2 separate regions of the Cyprinus carpio genome follow, and region 1 is linked to region 2. The links are chromatin contacts, called in public Hi-C maps. All regions are on one chromosome and are shown on one strand. The core of a region is the stretch at or near the end of the contact, and the rest is flanking DNA. Distances in the headings are between cores, read along the strand shown.

Region 1 (5,626 bases), core at 319-2,818, 89 kb before region 2:
AAAGCGCAGTGAAATTCTTTGATGAACCATTAATGACTGATACCAATGCCAGTATCTTATTTGTAGAATCTTTGCTGATTTTGGCGGTAAAATCTGCATTTAATGCTAATGAAATTAGCACTATATTCAGTTCTAGAATGAATCACATTTATGAGATTGTATTTTAATTATTAAAGCAGAGAGCAGAATTGGTTTAAAATGTTTTAAGTTCTTAATATCTAGTTTTTGCACAGACATGCAAATCTTTGTTTTTTACCTTTGTTTTTTTTTTTTAAATAAATAACCCGTTTTTGTTTTTTTTAGGCTACTCCTTTTACTTTTACTTTTAGACACTACTTTTAGCAAATCTGCACATGACCCTGGTTTACACATTATCTAAAAACCGAAAAGTTTTAGTAAACAGAGATTTAAAACAGGTAATAATCAGTTCCTTATAAGGCTATACAAATATAATCAGATCTTGTGCTCAAAAGGAAATATGAAATTTAATGTAAATGTTTAAAGTGGATTCAGGATGAAAAAGTAGCCTAAAAAGATAATCAAATGTAGTTATATTTGTAGTGTTTCTTGCAAATACTTGCGATTGTGAAACAATGATTTCACTGCAGATGCATTTAGTGACCTTGTCTTCTGAGCTTATGTTGATATAATCAACCTCTCATGTCACCACATTAAAAAAATAATAAACTCATGATTAAAACCACCGATTATGCCATATCAGTTAATGATTTTTGCATTTGGTATTGACTGATTCAGTCATTTGTTTGCATTAAGTTTAACTAGCACTACTTTTTTATTGTATTTTTAAGTCGCAGACAAATAGCCTAGTTATAGTATAAAGTACAATCAATAAAAATAAAATAAAAATGTTTAAGGGGAGTTTTTGAAAACCTATCAGTGTAGTACCATATTCAAATATTTCAACAAATACAAAAACTAAATTTTTATGCACATATTCCTTATGATATTGTAACAATAAATCTAAGACCTTTACGTAAGATTATATCATATCTTTATATAGGCCTAAATTAAAATAGTATCTTTGTGTAAGAGCATAATTAACATTCACAGTGACAAAGTTAGGCTTTTTTATTGCAAAAAAAAGCAAACAGTACTGCATTGAAGTACAACAAAGACAGCAATTTGCTTCCTATTCTTTTCTTTTTTATTAATACAAACAGATGCAACAGAATGACAGCCTATTACATGCAAGACAATAATGTTGCCTTTACCTTTTGAACAGATTCACAGTTTTTACTTTCTTATTAGTAGTGTCAGAAATCAAACACATATAGAGTTTTAAATCTTCAAGAAGATTTCCACAGAAAGGCTCACGCTTGCTAAATTTATCTTTACGTAGCCTATAAAATATTAAACCAGGAACAAAATAAGATTGAATAAATAAAAAACATCTGACTGTTCACTCTCATGTGTATAGCCTATATACCCCAGAATGACATTTTCATATTTCAAACAGACATCAGGAATTATACCCACGAAAAACACTCGATATGTATTTCCGGAGACTCTTAGTATACTCTCAATACCAAAAGAGACGAGACGAACAACAAAGCCTGTGACGCGACGCGACGAGAACACGCCCCCAGAGATCCGCAGTCACGTGAGGCCTTTAAACCGGCGCCATTATCTGAGCAGGCTCCTATTCTACCGCAGCCGGCGTCGCGTCCTGAAACCTCTCTGTGTGTGTGCGCGAGAAGAACTGAGGTGAGAAATACTGCACTCCTTCCAGTGCGTTCGGGCTAAAACAAAACTTTAAATTCTTAAATTGCGTGACATTGATGTATAGTTTGTAATCGCGGTTCATTAGTTGTATTTATACGCTTTTTTGATGTGCTAGTTTATTGAGAAATGTTAAAATAAAAACATTTTGTAGGCGTTTTGCATCGTAACCGCTCAATTCTAAGAATGGAGTTTATAAATAGAGCTAATTCTGTCGGATTTTATAGGTTTCTTTGTTCCTCTCAAAGCCCAAGGTGACCTAACTGTTAGTTCCACTGACCCGCTTTTCACAAAACTTGTGAATGTTATAACGTGTGGTTATTTATGCATGCGATATTTAAAAAGTAAGCTCGATGAAGATCTGAAAACGAGAATTCAAAGGGGTGTCATCTGGTAAAACGTGTCTTTGTGGCAAAATGGCTGCAGCACGCTGTGAAGAAGAGGGGTAGAAAATGGCGTTTCCTTGTGGCGCACTTTAAAATACAATGCGTGTTAAGCCGGGCGGTTAATCTTTGTCTCTCCAGACCTTATTTTGTGTTTTAACGTGCAAAAAAAAAAAAGTTTATTTTTATCTAACTTATTTTGTTATAAATCTTTTCCAGCAGCTGATTCAACATGTCTGACGAGGGAAAGCTCTTCATTGGTGGTTTGAGCTATGAGACCACGGAGCAGTCCTTGGAGGAGGCTTTCTCCAAATATGGATCAATTGCCAAAGGTTTGTTTTAAGCCGTCTCTAAGTGAGGTTTGTCAGTTTTCCCAGCGTTGTCATTGATTATGTGGTGTTGTTTTTGCTTCAGTTGATGTCATCCGGGACCGTGAGACCGACCGCTCCAGAGGCTTTGGCTTTGTGACGTTTGAAAATCCAGAGGATGCAAAGGACGCCATGGCTGCGATGAATGGAAAGGTAAGATCAGCACCCTTTAACGACAGAGAAATTTGTAACCAAATGTATTAAAGTTTATTTCTAGTCTTGGAAAAACCAACCATTTTGATGCCTAGATGTATGGATTGCTACGTTTTACAGCCGGAAGTTCATCAGTCAAACCTAAAGTGAGTTTCTAATCACAAAATGCATATTTTTTGCAGTCCGTTGATGGCCGCATGATTCGCGTTGATGAAGCTGGCAAATCTGGTAGACGGTCTGGTGGTTTCAGAGGAGGTTCGTCGGGTGGCAGGGGGTTCTTCAGAGGAGGCAGAGGTAGAGGTTGGTATTCTTAATCTTGAATGCAATTGTACTAACAGATGGCTGTATTTGCATTTGAAGTATCCTTGGCAGCTTGTAATTATCATGGCAAAGCTGGTGGACCACCTGAATGGATGCATGTATCTTGTATGCGTTTTATTCCATCTAACTACTTTTGTTGTTGTTGTTACACAGGTGGTGGAGGATATGGTGGAGACCGAAGCTATGGCGGTGACAGAAGCTTCGGTGGCGATAGGGGCTATGGTGGTGGAGATAGAGGCTATGGGGGAGGAGAGAGGAGCTATGGTGGAGGCGACCGATCCTACGGTGGCGGCGGATACTCCAACAGGAGTAGTGGGTACTCTGGTGGCAGCGGCGGTGGATACAGGGATAACAGGTAAGGGATTTAAACATGGTATCATTTTACACAAGGAGCAATTTTATGATTGTTGTAACCACGAACACTTTAAATATGGCAAATATTACTTTTGGTTTTAGAAGCCAGAGTGGATATGACCGTTCTGGTGGATCCTACAGAGACAGTTACGACAGCTACGGTACGTATTGATTGTTCAGAATTACTGATTTTACTAGATAACTGCACCAATAGATCTCAGCCCACTTGTGGTGTTAAAATAATGTCTAGACCTAAGCAGAAAGACAAAACTGCCATTTTCGAAGTCAACGTGGTTGCCTTTATCTTGGAATTGGATGACCACAATCCAAAAACTCATTTGACAGTAGTATTGACTAAAGTCGGTTTTGTGCACTACCTCAGAATAGTCCATAAGACCTTGTTGGAAAAGAATCATGTCTTGGTGTCAGTTCACTGTTTGGAAAGGATGTTCACAATGCTCCAGTGCCTTTACACTTTTGCCTACTTCTTGTCCTCAGCTTCACACGAGTAAAAAAAAATCCTGATTGCAAGATCATCCCTTCGCTGGCTGTATATAAAAAGATGCGCTCTTGGAAGACCTTTTTGTTTTTACCTTTTTCTTTACGCTTTGTTCTGGTTCAAATGTTCTATTAAAGACAGACTCCTTTTTTACCGTGTCAAGTATCCGCAGGATGTTCCTCTCATTGAGGAGCTGCCTAATATCCATGAGCATTCACTTATTGTAAGAGTTTCAAAGCCCTGTGAGGCTACCTGTATCTGACATTTTACCCTGCGATTGTTATAGATGCTCACAGAGGTTTGAAATTGTCCTTTTGTTTTTCTTTTTAGTGTGTGTTTAAGAAACTCTGTCTCTGAAACCATGCGTGAAAGTTGACCTGTCCAACACAGCCTGAAAGCTTCTAAAACCAATTTCCTCAAAGATCTTTGGACCAATTTCTTAGTATTGGCTCACTGAAAGTGCTTAGAGGGGCATTTGCATTTAAAGCAATTTTAAAATGGCACCTGAAAATATTCGAATCTGGTCCTCCAATAGAAGCTTGATAAGCTGTGATGTGTTTATTGCTCCTTGCCACCTCCATTTTGTGATGCATTCCTTTAGTGAAGCAAGGCAGGCATGTTGCATTGGAGCTGTCTCCGGCAAACCTCCTTGATGTTGCTAAAGATTTGTAAATATTCATTATCCAAAGAGTAAACCACTAAAGTGGGTCATTCCGCCTCACGTTAAAGACCGTTGGCCCAAGGTACTTTACTCTTTGACCAGTCTAAATTTATTTTTTAAAAGTATGCTCTACTGTGGACTGAACATATCCTCTTAAATGTCAAGAATTTGTTCCTCCTTGGAAAGAAATGTGCTCTGTTCTGTATATCAACACCTCAGAATCCTTTCTTTTTGTATTAATCTGGATTCATGAAGCTCATTAAAAAATGGTTGGAAAATGCTCTCTCTTGCCTTCGATATTAAAAAGCTCAATACAAGCCAGATGAATGTCTTGGAGTGGATAGCTGGGGTTTTAGCATCTGGGATCCTAAATATTTTTTTCCATTAGGCAAGTAAAACCTAGTATTAGATAAGCTAACAAAGATGACACATTGCTGTTCTGGTGTAGCAAGCAATGGCTCTGTATAATGCTTCATTGGATCCAAGAGCTCTCTGCTAGCAATTACGGAAATCAACAATGTCCTTGGAGAATGAAGTGTTGTGCCTTCCGACTCAAGAATCCTGAGATGAAAGCTGCTCTCTTGACTAGGTCATTTGTGGAGATAGGCCTGTAATGTGAGGTAAAACCTTTTGCTCTCCTGTACGCATCCTACAACAGTTCTCATTGTCCATGTTTTCTTCGAATGTTGCATCGACCAGTGATTACATCTCCAGAATCTGTTCAATCCTGTTCCACAACCCCCCCCCAAAAAACACTTCCTGTTCCTCCTAAAAAGCTGCATGATGAATTTTTATTTTTAATATAGTGTGCTCGTGTTTGGTGGAAAGTACCTCATGTGGCCTTTGAAATGAGAGATAAAGTCCCTGTTCTGATCGGAAATTTGTCTGCACCAACTTTAAACATTATTTTTGGTCAGTTTTAAGTCCCCATTTCAAAAGATTTGACATTTTGACGAGATGTAGCTTTTTCGCCACGTCTTGAGTGATTGACTATGGAAACTCGTTAAAAGTTTGCCCCTTTGTTTTTTTGACATTCACAAATTTGTACCGTTTTTCGCACTTGTTTAGTCTAGAAGTGTTTATGTAGCATCTTATTTTGGAAGATATTTTAAATGCATGATTTGTCTTATGTTTTACATCTTCTGTA
Region 2 (5,388 bases), core at 2,377-4,876:
AAAATACACAGAGATCACAGACAGTGTTGTATGCGAGGTAACGTCAGTCTGCATTTTTCACTCAAAACACAAAGAACGTTTCATGAGTCATTGTGATTAAAATAACTTCCTGGTATCTAAAGCAGGGAGTGATCACAGACATCAGCCTTGACGCAGCTCAACACCAAAGCACTTATCCCCCCGATGTAGACGGATGACGTTGAGCTTGGCATCCACTGTGCTGGATAGTTTGGTTGTGAAATCACAATGTGGTAAAATACAACCAAGATTTCGTCCCCCCCCCCTCTCACACACACACAAGCATACTGATGTAATGCTTGTCTCTGAGCTACCGGCCGGCGTGTTTTCTTTAGCTGCAATTTATGGCGACCTCACAGAGGTCACAGCACAGGAAGTTTTGTTGATGCTAACCGCAGCAGCTGCTGGTGACCGGGAGCCTTGGAGGGGCGGAAGGTTCAGTTTGTTAAACGCTTCTTAACAAGGGCTGAAAATTCACACAAGCCAAATCAGGAAACAATTTGGGGCTTTAACCGACTCTCAGGTAGGTCAAGAGAAGCCCTGCGCTGCCTGTCAGCCTGACTGAATCCAGATGGATGGTGACCGCAGTAGTCTGGTTTGAGTTGGCCTGGCTCTATCACAACCCTCGCCCTGAGACGCAAGGCCCGAGACTGCAGGCCGGACACAGACGAAAGACTTTCAACACCTTCAATGACCCTGCATTGGATTTGTCAGAAGGGATTTTTAAGGAGAAGTCAAAGTGCAGTTTGGAGATGAATGAACCCGACTGGTGCTGATTTTATTGCTCAAGGCAAGATATAACCTGACCCCCTCAAAAAAAAGCTAAAGCACTTTTTTTGTTACCCTTTTGTGTAGAAGCCTCTTTCTGCCGTAGACTTAAAATAAATAAATGAAAACTATTTTTAAAAAAAATATTGCTATTGTATTTTTCTTATATATATATATATATATATATATATATATATATATATATATATATATATATATACATACAGCTATTTCACATAATCGTCACTTTTTTTGCTACATTTCTTAAAATTGCAAATTTAGATATATTAGTAATTGTAACTTTATATCCCACAAGGTTACTTCATATTTTATGGTTTATGCTTTTTTATAGATTTGCATCTGTTATAATTCCTAATAACGACTTTTTGTAACTCATTGTGACATCTTATAATTGTGACTATTTCTGGTAATTGCAAATTTATATCTCAGAGATTGTGGCTTTATACAGTAATTCACGATGTGAATTAATATTTCACAATAGAGGCTTTTGCATAGATTTGCAACTATTTATTATAATAATGACTTTTTGTAACTCATAATTGTGACTATTTTTCGTAATTGCAAATTTATGTCTCAGAGATTTTGTCTTTATTTGGTCTCACAATGTGAATTAATATTTCACAATTGCCACTTTTTACTCAAAACTGCAACTATTTCTCATAATTACAATGTTTTGTCATTTATAATTGCAATATTTCTTGTAAGTGTGACTACTGCTCATAATTGCACATTTATATCTCCAAAATTGTCATTATATTACAAGCTACGACTGCAGCTTTTAATCTCACAATATCATGTTGTTCTTCATAATTGTGAAATTGTTTTGTAATTGTGACTTCATTTCTGACATTTACAACTTTATGTCTAACAGACAGGTACAAAATAATTTTTCCGTTGTTGTCTGTTTTGAAGCGAAAGTCCCAGATTGCTATTCTGGATCATTCTTTAACCCCTTTTCATGAGAAAACCCCTAAAGCAGCAGATGCGGTCAAACCCTCTACAGAAACAGCGAGATCAAGATTTCCCGCTGTTTTCATCATCAAATGCAGCAGGACCTCGTCTCTTAAGAGGATTGGTTGAAGTTCGGCAAATGCCAACAGACGCTGGGAGCGGTAAATACAGAGAGTTGTGTAAATCACAGCGATGCTTGTGTACAGTAAATGCAGGATTAGATTCAGGATTTAGATATGTTAACTACCACTTCACAACTGTGTAATTAGTGTTCACTTCACAAACCTTTGTGATGGCAATAGCACAAGCATGCCCCCATATTTCAATCAGCTGCTGTTGTCCAAAGCGATAGTCCCTCAGGAGCTCCGTCTCAATGGTCGCCACCTCCGTTTTACTATAAAAGACAGACAGAGAGACAAAACGCACTGACATTGAGCTCATGACATGCATGATATTAGCTTACCAGTTGGGACGATAAATAAATCATGCTTTATGTTTCGGCATGAATGCTAACAAGTGCCAAAATGGAAACTGGGTGGGTTTGATTACATGGAAACCAAGGACTGCATTACAGCAGCTGACATTTACGTGTGTATTCTGAGCACATTGTATAAAACATGCCATCCATTCCAGGCATGGTGTCTCGCTGCCTAATGCCTGTTTAGCCACACTCAGAGCTTATGTTACTGGGAGTTTAATGTGGGCTACAACGTAATTGTACAATACAGGCCTTTACTTCACGACTCAAACACGGGGAGCCTTTCAATAACCTACTGTACTGTATGATCGTAACATCAGAGCCCCCTGCTGGAGGAACACAGAACTGCTGTCAGGATGCTGATACTAAATTACAACTCTAACCCTAATATTAATGCATCAATAATGAACAAATTAATAAACAACACAGTATATATAAATAACAATCAATCTAGATATATTTTATGCTAATAAATGCTGTAATAACTGTTGATTGTTAATAAACAAGTCAAATCTTTTTTTATAATTATTATTTTATTATTTATTATTATTTTATTCTCAAGATAAATCCTCAGCTGCTTATTATTATATTTTCAACATAAGAAAGCTTATAAGTTACTTATATTTTTTAACATAACAAAGGTAATAAAGTGTTGGGGAACAAAACCAGCCAAGACAAAAAATTAATTAATTAATAAAACCTTGTGAATACTGACTGAAGATTAAATAAAATATAAATAAGTCTATTAAATAAAATGATTAAAAATCTATGAATGGAAATGCTAAAATAACTAATAACTAACTAAATAAGTTGAAGTACTTAAATGACTAAAAGTAAAATAAAGCTATATTTAAAACATGCAAAAGAACATAATAATATTAATAAAACAAAAATTAAAATGAAGACTGTGAAGACGCAAATTAAAGCTAATTCACAATATTAATAAATACTCTAATAGTGCTATAATATTGTATAAAAATAGTATACAATAGTACAATAATGTGTTTTAGACACCTTTCTGTCTTTTTGATTTATTGTTGTATTTCAACCTGAGGCATTTTTCCAGTATGTTTCCAAGACAACAGGTTCGCTTGTATTGTGTTTGTTGTCTCTTACTGCTTTAGGCACCAGAATAACAGAACAAAGAACCATTTATGAAAATGATTATACATTATTGAGTTCTCTCAGCTGTATGCGTGAAGCTCCCTGCTTGAATGCGGCTTTTTACCATTTCAATGCAATTTTCTGTCACTATCCAGTTCTCACTATCGCTTCAGAAAGACTAATAATGAGTTTACTAACAAAAATAATGAGCTTGTTGTCTGCAAGGACTGCATGTTCTTTGATATTTTGGGAAAATGAAAAACAAGAGAAACAGAAAAGTCATATTTTTGGCATTGGTCAACAGGTCACCAAGCGTTTACTCAGCTCTGATCATTGCCGTAACCCTCGACATGGGGTACTCCAGCTTTCTGGCATTTACCGTCTCCAATAGAGCTCCACAGCCGTCAAGCCGAGTTTGCAGGGGGAGATTTCCTGGCGTACTGTGACACAGTGATATTTGTAAAGTTCAGCCGAGTCTAGCGCTTTTGATATTTCCGTTCCCATCGACCTATTCAGGGAAGTCCTGACAACCATACATTTCCAAAGTTCTCTGAAAGGTTCCAGGGACTAGATAAACCCCAGAAATCTCAAGCTTTAACCTTGTAATGTTTCCAGTATGTACTGTAGAAACAGTTTTTGGGCTGCAAAGAAATACTTCACTTAATATCTCTTGAGCATTAAGACGATTTCAGTGTGTCCCTGAGGCTTCTTTGTAGTGGATCAACTGCAAAGAGCAAATCTCACCAGCAGGGGACAGTGTGGCTCAGAGTGTTGCCCACCAGTCCAAGTCGCTTTACATTATTAGGTCACTTAACATATATCAGCTCATCTAATAGCAATTAACGGTTATTTCGGTTCCTCAAAGAATCTTTCAGTAAACAGTTTATATTTTCTCCTATAATGACTAAAGGATCTTTTATGTAATGGAAAGGTTCTATCTACACCCTTAAAAATTCATTTTCGAAAAGAGGGTTTTAACAGTGATTCCATATAAGAACCATTTTCGGTTCCCTGAAGAGGTTTTTGAATGAACAGCTCTTAAAATTTGAAGAGCATTTTTAATAATCTAATCTAATGAATATTTTCCCACTATAAAGAACCTTTTGTGCAATGGAAAGGTCAGCCTACTCTTAAAAATAAAGGTTCCAAAAGGAAGCCTAGAAGAATCATTTTGGGTGAACAGTTTTTGTAGAATCGAAAGGTTTCACCGATTTTAAAGGTTCTTCATCGAACCACAGATGAAAATAACCTTTATTTTTAAGAGTGTACAAATGGGGGTTTACACAACAATGCCATAGAAGAGCCATTTTTGTTTACCCAAAGAAACTTTAAGTGAACAGTTCTTAAAAGAACCATTTTTTTGTATAAAGAACCTTATGTACAATGGAAAGGTTCCATGGATGTTAAAGGTTCTTCAATGCAAATAAAGAACCAAAGTACCAGAGGCTCTGAAAATGATAACAGGTTTGCGTTAGCATCTCCCCCAGCATTGCTATTCCATAGGGCTAGGGCTAATTGTTGTTGATCGCCCTCACAGCAAATACACACATGAATACACAGTCAAATGAACAACAGTATCAGCCCAGGCACCCGCCCAGAGTCTTCCTAATTTCCCCGCGAGGAGCCGCGCTATCTGTGAGTCGCGAACAGTGCTGATCAGCTGTAATAACAACTCTGCTAATGAGGTTGTTTACCTCCAGTCCGCTAGCTTGCTAAACACACACGAGTGTTGAAATGATTGTGCCTGTTTGCAAGAGGACGCATGGATGTTTGTGTTAAGCATAGCACAAAACTGGGGATACTTCTCAATATCCTTTTGGTTACATTTTCCCTCTTTTTCTTCATTTTCAACCACTGTAATTACTTCAGCACACCACGACAACTAAATAACCACCTCTCTCGTTTAAATCAGTGGGCTTGTTACTTTTAGGGGACCAGCCGCTTTTGACAAGAATCCGGTTTACAACCCAATGTTCTCAGTGAAGACCGATTTAACAAAGGAAATCAGTGGGTGAAAACGATATAATAGAAAAGTAATGACTATGGAA

What was found. A called contact is a pair of places that touch in the nucleus more often than the background predicts.
Region 1: a contact with region 2 is called in a Hi-C map of skeletal muscle, with 7 times the contacts expected there. The contact joins the promoter of LOC109059915 here to the enhancer-like site in region 2. A contact is called at or near these places in 3 of 8 Hi-C or Micro-C datasets (liver and skeletal muscle).

What each region holds. Positions count from the first base shown.
Region 1 is chrB22:23,715,077-23,720,702 of ASM1834038v1, reverse strand. LOC109059915 (cold-inducible RNA-binding protein B-like) reads left to right here and starts at 1,568. Exons shown (of 8, transcript XM_042749757.1): 1 at 1,568-1,725; 2 at 2,343-2,455; 3 at 2,538-2,644; 4 at 2,827-2,938; 5 at 3,119-3,320; 6 at 3,415-3,480. The coding sequence starts at 2,356. The coding sequence ends at 3,421.
Region 2 is chrB22:23,628,714-23,634,101 of ASM1834038v1, reverse strand. It overlaps LOC109059822 (yjeF N-terminal domain-containing 3), which reads right to left. Exons shown (of 6, transcript XM_042748724.1): 2 at 2,044-2,152. Among protein-coding and RNA genes, the nearest start is that of LOC109051436, 12 kb to the left of the region's middle. Within about 2 kb of position 3,626, at least 1 of the 8 cell types and tissues checked has an H3K27ac peak or open chromatin away from gene starts, as enhancers often do. A contact at or near this core is called in skeletal muscle, where this site is marked.